Linked DNA regions of Macaca mulatta: all the other regions are linked to region 2. Evidence: chromatin contacts called from public Hi-C data. All regions are on one chromosome and are shown on one strand. The core of a region is the stretch at or near the end of the contact, and the rest is flanking DNA. Distances in the headings are between cores, read along the strand shown. Region 1 holds the start of CHMP1B (charged multivesicular body protein 1B). Region 2 holds the start of MPPE1 (metallophosphoesterase 1). Region 3 holds the start of IMPA2 (inositol monophosphatase 2).

The links. A called contact is a pair of places that touch in the nucleus more often than the background predicts.
Region 1: a Hi-C map of blood shows a contact between it and region 2, with 4 times the contacts expected there. The contact joins the promoter of CHMP1B here to the promoter of MPPE1 in region 2. A contact is called at or near these places in 3 of 14 Hi-C or Micro-C datasets (CD4 T cells, blood and fibroblasts).
Region 3: a contact with region 2 is called in a Hi-C map of liver, with 3 times the contacts expected there. The contact joins the promoter of IMPA2 here to the promoter of MPPE1 in region 2. A contact is called at or near these places in 4 of 14 Hi-C or Micro-C datasets (CD4 T cells, blood, fetal cortex germinal zone and 1 more).

What each region holds. Positions count from the first base shown.
Region 1 is chr18:81,669,892-81,672,591 of T2T-MMU8v2.0, forward strand. It overlaps CHMP1B (charged multivesicular body protein 1B), which reads right to left and starts at 1,388. Exons shown (of 1, transcript NM_001194816.2): 1 at 1-1,388. The coding sequence starts at 1,278. The coding sequence ends at 679. All of the region lies in intron 5 of GNAL (G protein subunit alpha L), which reads right to left.
Region 2 is chr18:81,615,814-81,618,513 of T2T-MMU8v2.0, forward strand. It overlaps MPPE1 (metallophosphoesterase 1), which reads left to right and starts at 1,389. Exons shown (of 14, transcript XM_077975333.1): 1 at 1,389-1,542.
Region 3 is chr18:81,561,035-81,563,734 of T2T-MMU8v2.0, forward strand. IMPA2 (inositol monophosphatase 2) reads right to left here and starts at 1,448. Exons shown (of 8, transcript NM_001258195.1): 1 at 1,183-1,448. The coding sequence starts at 1,278.

The DNA of each region.
Region 1 (2,700 bases), core at 138-2,637, 54 kb after region 2:
GATAATGAAGTCATACGGCATTTTTCCCAGTTACGCAAAGACAATTATCACATGAAAAATGTATAGAATGTAAGCAGTAAGAGAGCATTATGCAAAAATATCCTAAGGTAATTTCAGTATAAATTATGGGACGAGATTTATTAATAACATACGTTATGAGATCAATTGCAGTCTCACTGTGAAGGCAAAAACAAAAACCAAAACCCAAAGGATAAACAGAAATAGCACAGTCTACCGAATACACTGAATGGTGTTTACCTTTCCCCCCTCTTTAACTTGTATGCACCGCCTGCCATTCTAGATATTACCAATCACACTAAATAATATCAATAATAAAAACCAACCACCTTCAATCTGATCATTCTAGTCAGAAAACTGAATACAGTTTTGACCAGATCTTCGAGAAAGATTCATATACACCAAATTAACTAGTTCTGTTAAAAGGCTGCTATAAAAATACCATCATTACGAGCTATACAGAACTTCAGAACCCAGCTAAGAGTGGAGAAATACTGAATTTCTTAATTTATCTGGAGGGGACGACTGTAAACCCAAAGGTAGAAGAGCATTTCAGCATTCTGGCGTGTTCAGAGTTTCTAGGGTATAGTATCTCTCTGACACACAGAGAGCATTTCGAAGGGTGGCTATGGCCAGGAAACCTCAGAGCGGGTTCTGCCGTCACACTTGATCCCGAAGGCGGGCCAGTCTCTGAGACAGTTCATCCTGCTCCGCCGAAGCCACGCTCGTGCCCACGGAGCCGGTCTGCCCCTGCGGCAGCTCCATGTTGAGGTCGAGGCCCGCCTCGTCTGCCATTTCCTGGAGCAGCATATCCACTTGGTTCTGGGGAGTGGTGAGCGTCGTCGTGCTGCTCATCGTGTCCTCCATTTGCTGCGTCTGGACGTCCAGAGTTTCAAACTGGTGCTCGAATTTGTCCATCAAGGCAGAAATCTTCTCCAGATTCATGGTCTTCAGTGTCGCATCCATTGACTTAACCACACCAGCCATCGACTTGGTCACCTTGCCCATCGTCACCGCCGTCTGGACCCTGGCAGCCACTGCATCGACTCGCGCACTCATTCTTAAGAAATTCACCGCCTGGTTCTTCTGGCGGATGGCATTTTCGGCGTGGATCCTCGCAACTTCCATGTTGCCCTTCTGAATGGCCTTTTTGATTTTGGCCTTTTCGGCCTTTTCCTCCTTATCGCATTTTTTGGCACTCCTGCTCAGTTCTTTGGCCGCGAACTTCAGGTTGAACAGGTGTTTCTCCATGTTGGACATAGTCGGACGGCTCCTTGGGGTCGGCGGCCCGGCTGAGACGTGCGCGGAAGAGACAGAAGGTGAGGTAACTCCGCTCCCGGCCGCCGCTCCTTTGTTTTGGTCCCACTTCCTGTTTCTACCGTGCGCGGCGCAGGTGGTGACGTCAGAGCCCAGCGCCAAAGGCGGGGCCTGCGGGACGGACGGCGCCGGGGGTGGGGCCTGCGGGACGGACGGCGCCGGGGGCCGCGCACGCAGGGGGATTCCGGCCGGACGCTCCGGCGCTGTACGCTCGCTTCCTGCGGTGCGTTCTACCGGGTTTTTAAAGTTCTTAACGTTATTAGTAAATTCACAAAAATTAGTGCCCCCACGCACTTTCTTAGTCATCTACCGAAGCAGACAATCTGTGGAGATCCGCGTGTAAAATTACCCAAGCTCCAAACTTGGCAGGCTTTATAAAGGGTGACTGGCTAGCTGGCTAAAACCCAGCCGAACATCAGCTAGGTCTTCACACGAACGCTTGCTTTATTAGCATGGGTAATTTCCACTTTCTCAGGGGAACTGGAAACCACGGATACATTAAAAACAAAAACATCAAAACAATACATTAAAAACAAACGGGTCACTGACGCGTCTCCATCTTTGACTACGATTTGTGCCGGAGTTCTGTAATACCCTTTTATTGCATGGGTGAAAATAACCTTTAAAACTGTGGCACCACCAAATTTATACTTTGGCTGGAAGTTCAGCTTCTAGGTGAGTTGCCAGCAATTATCATCCAAAAATCGTCCCGTGGCTTAGTAATAAAAAGACCCATCTTTTGCTGACACCATTCTATCTTTTTGATGTTTTATAAATATCCATGGAACTTCACTCACATTTAAGTTTGACAGGCTAAACTGTCATTTTAAATTATGCAGGCAGAGTATGGTGAGATATTAGGACCCACACCCACGGGCATACATCAGAACTGTCACTATGTATTACGCCCTTTAAAAATGCAGGCTTTCAAATGGCAGCAATGTGTGCTGTCACTTTTTAGAAAGCTTCCTCCGATGCAGCAATAATAATGCAAGAAGACCGGATCTGCCCTAATGAGCTAGGCTGAAAATGAACCCTGAGAGCGAATTCTGTTTGGAGATCATTTTAATCCAGCGGCCCACCACCTCGCTTAGCTTTCTGTGATAGCTTGCCAGTCAGTTTCACACCACAAGACCTTCTGAAGACATAGCTCTGATGTTTTCACTTTCTCCAAACCCTGGGCGTGGAGGCTAAACCTGCTGTGCAGCACGCTGGCTCCCTTGCCTTTTGCGCCCCTCTGCCAGTCAAAGCAAACCGCAGCACGGAAGTTGAGCATTATTTGTGTCATTTGGCCAGTGGAGAGAATGTGACTGACGCCCCGTCCTTTGGCTATGCTGTTCCTGTTGCCTGGATTTACTGTCCATG
Region 2 (2,700 bases), core at 139-2,638:
TAGGTTCATTTGGCCCCTGTATTTCCTTTAGCCTGTGGTTAGAGTTAAAAGCTTAACTGGGTCTAGTTTCCTTTTGTTAGTCAGAGAGAATACTTTAGAGGTGAGGCTGCAAACAATCCCCGGTGTCATATCAGTGTGTTTATGGAATTAGGCTGTTCCAGTTTCTATTATGTCGAAGTGGTTCACCTGATCATATCAGAAGATATTACAATATTCTTAATAATAACCATTTACCGCATACTAATTGTATACCAGGCATTTTGCTGGCTGTGTCCTAGATAATTCCTCATACCACATCTCCGTGTATTAACCACACTCATAGATTTGTAAAAAATGTACTAGAATTGGCTGGTTGGAAGGCTCTACGTGGATTATTACTCTGAGCTTGTTTACTCCTTGAAATATGGAATAATGGCTCCTGCTTTTAATATACAGGCTTATTTTGAGGATTTTTTGAACGGATGTGAGAGCACTTAGAAAACTGGAACACGCCGTGCTACACCATTAAAATTAGTAACATCAGTGAGAAAAAAGCAAGTGCATAATAAATATTATAGTTATCCTGTTTGTCTCCTTTATTCATCACACACTTCCTAAGCACATCTCTGGAGGGCACTTTCCAAGGCTCCGGGGGAGCCGGAGAGGCCCAGCCTGGTCTGGTGGGTCCTGGAGCGGCAACGCGGCGCGGGAGGGGAACGGTGAGGCACGGCCTGGCTGCCACCGCGCGCGGAGCCCGGGAGCGGCTCGGGGGCCGTCAGCTGCCTGCCTGCCCGGCTCCTCCAGGGCCTGGAGCTCGGACGCGGGATCTGGGGCGGGGACGCGGGCTCGCGGGGAGCAGTGGCCGCCCCCGGCCGCCGCGTGGCTGTGCTCAGAAGCCGGCCCTGGCGTCAGGAGACCGGGCGCGCGGCGTGGGGGCGCGAGTTCCCCTACCCGCCCGTGCGCCCCGTTAGGCCTTTCCTGGGCCCTAACGACAGCTCGCCCGTGCGTCGCCCTCGCAGCTCTCCCGTGTCCCCAAAATGCCTTTCCCGCGCCCCCCGCGCTTCTGCGGCGACTGCCCAGGGTGCTCCGTAATGCCACAGTCGGACAGCCGAGCCTGCCGGGCGCTTCGGGGAGGGCGCTAGGGGCCCGGACGCGGCCGCCGAGCGTAGGTTCCGGCCTTTACTCTCCGCAGCTGCGCACGGAGCCCCAGCTGGGGTTGTCCGCTCTGGGGATCACAGGCCGCGGAGCCCCGGGCGCCACCCGCCGGCCCCTTCAGACAGCCCGCTTCCGCCGCCGGCCGTGGGACGCAGGCGCCGGGCGGACGCGGCGGCTCCGGCAAGACTCTGGCTTCCCACCCGCCTGAGGCCGCTGGGGCGGGGCTGCAGTGACAGTCCCAAGCGCTACCGCGGAAACAGGAAGTTGGTTGGGTGCGCGCCGGCTCGGGCTGCAGGTCCCGGGTCCCTCGGCCACCGCAGCCGCCCTGCCCAGGTGAAAGGGCTCCCGCACCGCTCGGTGCTCCCCATCTGCCTGGCGTTGTGTGCAGAGCTGGAAAGCATGGCTGTTGTATGTATTCTTGCGCCCGTGTGACAACATTTAAACTTCTAAAAACGGAACCTCCTTCCGTTTTAGGATTGCAAGTTAACCTAGGAAAAAACAGCACTCTGCAAATTATTTGCTGGAAAATCTCGATGACTTAGGGCCCATGTATGACTTTGCAGGGGTCTCTCACTCTAGTTTACTGGTGTAGATTTTTTTTAAAAAATCCATCTTATCAAAAAATACCGCTTAAGGTGGAAAATTTCAAATGCAAGTTGCCGTTGATGAGATTGCAATTAATATATTTAGGATAGTGAATTAGAGAAAAACTACAGATCAGTACATTATTTTTTTCATATTTTGGGGGGATTTTTTAACGATAACTTTGAAGTTAAAAATTAAAAGATAGGCTGGGCGCGGTGGCTCAGGCTTGTAATTCCAGCACTCTGGGAGGCCGAAGGGGGAGGATGGCTTGAGCCCAGAAGTTCGAGACCAACCTGGGCAACATAGCAAGACCCCCCCCCCCGCCCTTCCACAACTACAAAAGGTACCAAAAAAAAAAAAAAAAAAAAAGGCCAGGCGTGGTGGCACGCACCTGAAGTCCCTGCTACTCGGAAAGTTGTGGGTGAAAGGATTGCTTGGGCGCGGGAGCGACGCAGCCTGCGGTTGACAAAAAGTCAAACTCTGTAAAATGTTTGAAGGGATTTATTCTGAGCCAAATATGAGTGACCATGGCTGGTGACACAGCCTTTTGGAGACTCTGAGAACATGTACCCAAGGTGGTCGGGGCCCGGTGTGGTTTTATACATTTTAGGGGAGCCATGAGTCATCAGTCAAGTACATGTACGATTAAGATGTACATTGGTTCGGTCCGTAAAGGTGGGACCACTGAGGCGGTGGGGGGGTCGGGGGCTTCCAGGTTATAGGTAGATTGAAAATTTTCTGATTGGCATTTGGTTGAAAGATTTATTATCAATGGAAAGGAATATCTGGGTTACAATAAGAGGCTGTGGAGACTGAGGTTTTATCATGCAGATGAAGCCTCCAGGTTAGTATCCAGCATGTTAAATGCTGGTCTGGTTTTCCTGAATTCCAAAAGGGAGGAGGACAAAATGAGGCAAGTTCCACCCCCACCTCCCATCAGGCCTAAACATGTTTTTCTTAAAACAACCTAAAACAAGATTA
Region 3 (2,700 bases), core at 198-2,697, 55 kb before region 2:
ATTTTACCATCTAGGGAAACTGGTAGAGCATTTTCGGACTGTCAGACCTCAAAAGAAAAAAAAATGCTGTTTGAATATAAAAGGCCAATCTGCCCACAGCACACCTCCTGTCTCTCAAATCTCCGAAAATAATCACTTTTTTTTTCTTTTTTTGAGACGGAGTTTCGCTATTGTTGCCCAGGCTGGTGTGCAATGGCGCGATCTCAGCTCACTGCAACCTCCACCTCCCAGGATCAAGTGATTCTCCTGCCTCAGCCTCCCAAATAGCTAGGACTAAGGAGCGCGCCACCATGCCCAGCTAATTTTGTATTTTCAGGAGAGACGGGGTTTCACCATGTTGGTCAGGCTGGTCTCAAACTCCTGACCTTAGGTGATCCACCCACCTGGGCCTCCCAAAGTGCTGGGATTACAGGCGTGAGCCACCGCGCCCGGCCCACAATCACCTCCTAAGAGGCAAACATGGAGTAAGCCATCTTACAGTCCTGGGAGAACCAACACTCGCTTGCCTACCAGTACTGACGGTGTGTCAGGCACTGCTGAAGGTACTGAGGAAAGTGGAAGGAACAATCACAAAAATCAAAAAGAGAGGAACTGCAACTCCATTTTAAACCCTGCTCGCTGGTTTTCGGTAGCTCTGCGGCTCGGTTTTCATCCTTCCGGGCAGTGTAACAAGTTCCTCCTGAACTCTTGAGTCCGTGCCCGTCGTGGAGTGGAGCCACTTTCAAGGTGTGGGTCAGAGTAAGTTTGGGTTGAGGATGCTGCAGCCAGGACAATCAAACGGCAGCCCAGCCAGATCAGATCCCCACGCGGCTGGGGCTTACCCCGGGCTGCCTCCCGCGAGCTGAATCCATTCATAGGTCCTTAAAAATCAACAGCCCTGGACGCTAGCCCTGGAGAGATTTCTACATCCTGACCACTCACTCAAACGCAAAGGTCACGTTAGCGGCTCAACTCCAAAGCAGAGGGGCTCGCCGCCAGGGCTCCGGGGGCTGGAGAAGGGCGCGGGAGGTGTGTCCAGGACACCAGCACAAAGGCTCCTTTCACCGCGCCGCTCCCCGCGCCCTCGGGTGCGGACTCCGGGCGCCCGCCGGCTGCGCGCCAGGACCCCGCCACTCCAGGCGGCTCCCAAGGCCCACGCGCTTCTGCTCCGCCCGGAGTTCCGAGCCGAGCCGCGGCGCTCACCTGTCCCGCCCGCAGCGCCAGCTGCACCGCCGCCTGGAAGCACTCCTCCCAGGGGCCGGCCGCCGGCGCCGCCTGGTCCTCGCCGCTCGGCTTCATCGCGGCCTCGCCGGGCCCCTCCACCTCCAGCCCCCCTCGGCGGGACTCCGGCTCCCACCGGATCCCGCCGTCCCGCCGCCAGGCTCCAGACTCCCTCTGCCTGCTCCCGCAGCTCTGCGCCTAGTCCGCCGCCCGTCCCACACCTGCGCTGGCGGGAAGGGCAGCCAGCGGGCCGCGGGAGCCGCGCGTCTTGCTTTCCGCTCCCCGCCCTCCGCCCCGCCCCGCCCCGTGCCGAGCCAGGCCCAGCTCCCTGCCCCGCTCCCCGCCCCGCTCCCCGCCCAGCTCCCCGCTCCCGCGCCCGGCCCCGCTCTGCACTGCCCGCCCCGCCCCCCGCAGAGCCCGGCCCCGCCCCTCTCTTCCCCGCCCCTTGGCGCTCCCGGCCCCGCCCCGCACCCGTTGCCGCTTCTGGCCTCGCCCCGCGCCGTGCCCCGCCCCGTCCTGCACCGCCCCTCCCGCTCCCCTCTGCGCCCCACACCTGGCCCCGCCCCTCGGGCTAGCCTTGAACACAAATCAGTGCCTAGCTCCGCCCCCCTGGTGCGGCCTCACCCTCCCTGCTCGGGGCGGACCCAACCCTGCTCCGCCGTGCCCCGCCCCGCTGCGCGCGGAGTGGGCTCCAAGTCCAACTTCTCTGAGCCTCGAGCCCCGCCTCCCTCAAGTTGAGCCCGGCCCGTGTCCAAGCCCCGCCCCGCCGCCGCGCGCTGAGACAGGCGCCACCTCCGGCTGCTGCTGAACTGTGTCCTGCCGCCGAGGGCGGCCTGGGCCACCGCGGAGCTGGGAGGGAGGGGCTAGGAGCGGCGGTATTGGGGGTCCGGGGCAGCTACTGTCTGGGTGGACCCGTGCGGTGCGGTAAGGTCCCGGCCCAGGAGGTGCCGGGGGCGCGTCCAGCCCGTCGATCCCCGAGCACGTGGCGCCAGGCGTCCCCTCCTGCTGTGTGGCCGGCTTCGGGCTCGAGCGCCTGGGGCGGCCGGGCCAGCACCTTCCGACCGGTCGCTTTTTGTTCGCGGAAGCCGCTGGGCGCCAGGCGTCGTTCTAGGCCTCGCAGGAGCTCAGACCGCCCAGCGCACAAGGCCGCAGTGTTCCCGCAGGGGGCCGCCCCGCGCGGGAGGTTTGGATACAAACAAGCTCTCCCTCCGCTAACCCCAAACACTGCGAGGACAGCGGCTGGGCTTTATAAACTCTTTACACCCAAAACTCGAATTTGGAGACGGAACTGTGATTGCGATGAGCCTCTGTGGTGAGGAATGACCTTTCCAACCTTGGATTCTCTTGCTGGCCCATGTAAACATAAATAGGAGGCATTTCCCGAAAGAGTGGCCGCGTGGTTTCCAAGGTTAATTTCGTAAGCTGCTCTGCCTACCCCTTTTATAAAAGATGCTGACCCACGTAAAATTATTCTGGAGTGCCACTTCGGAGTCTGGGAGA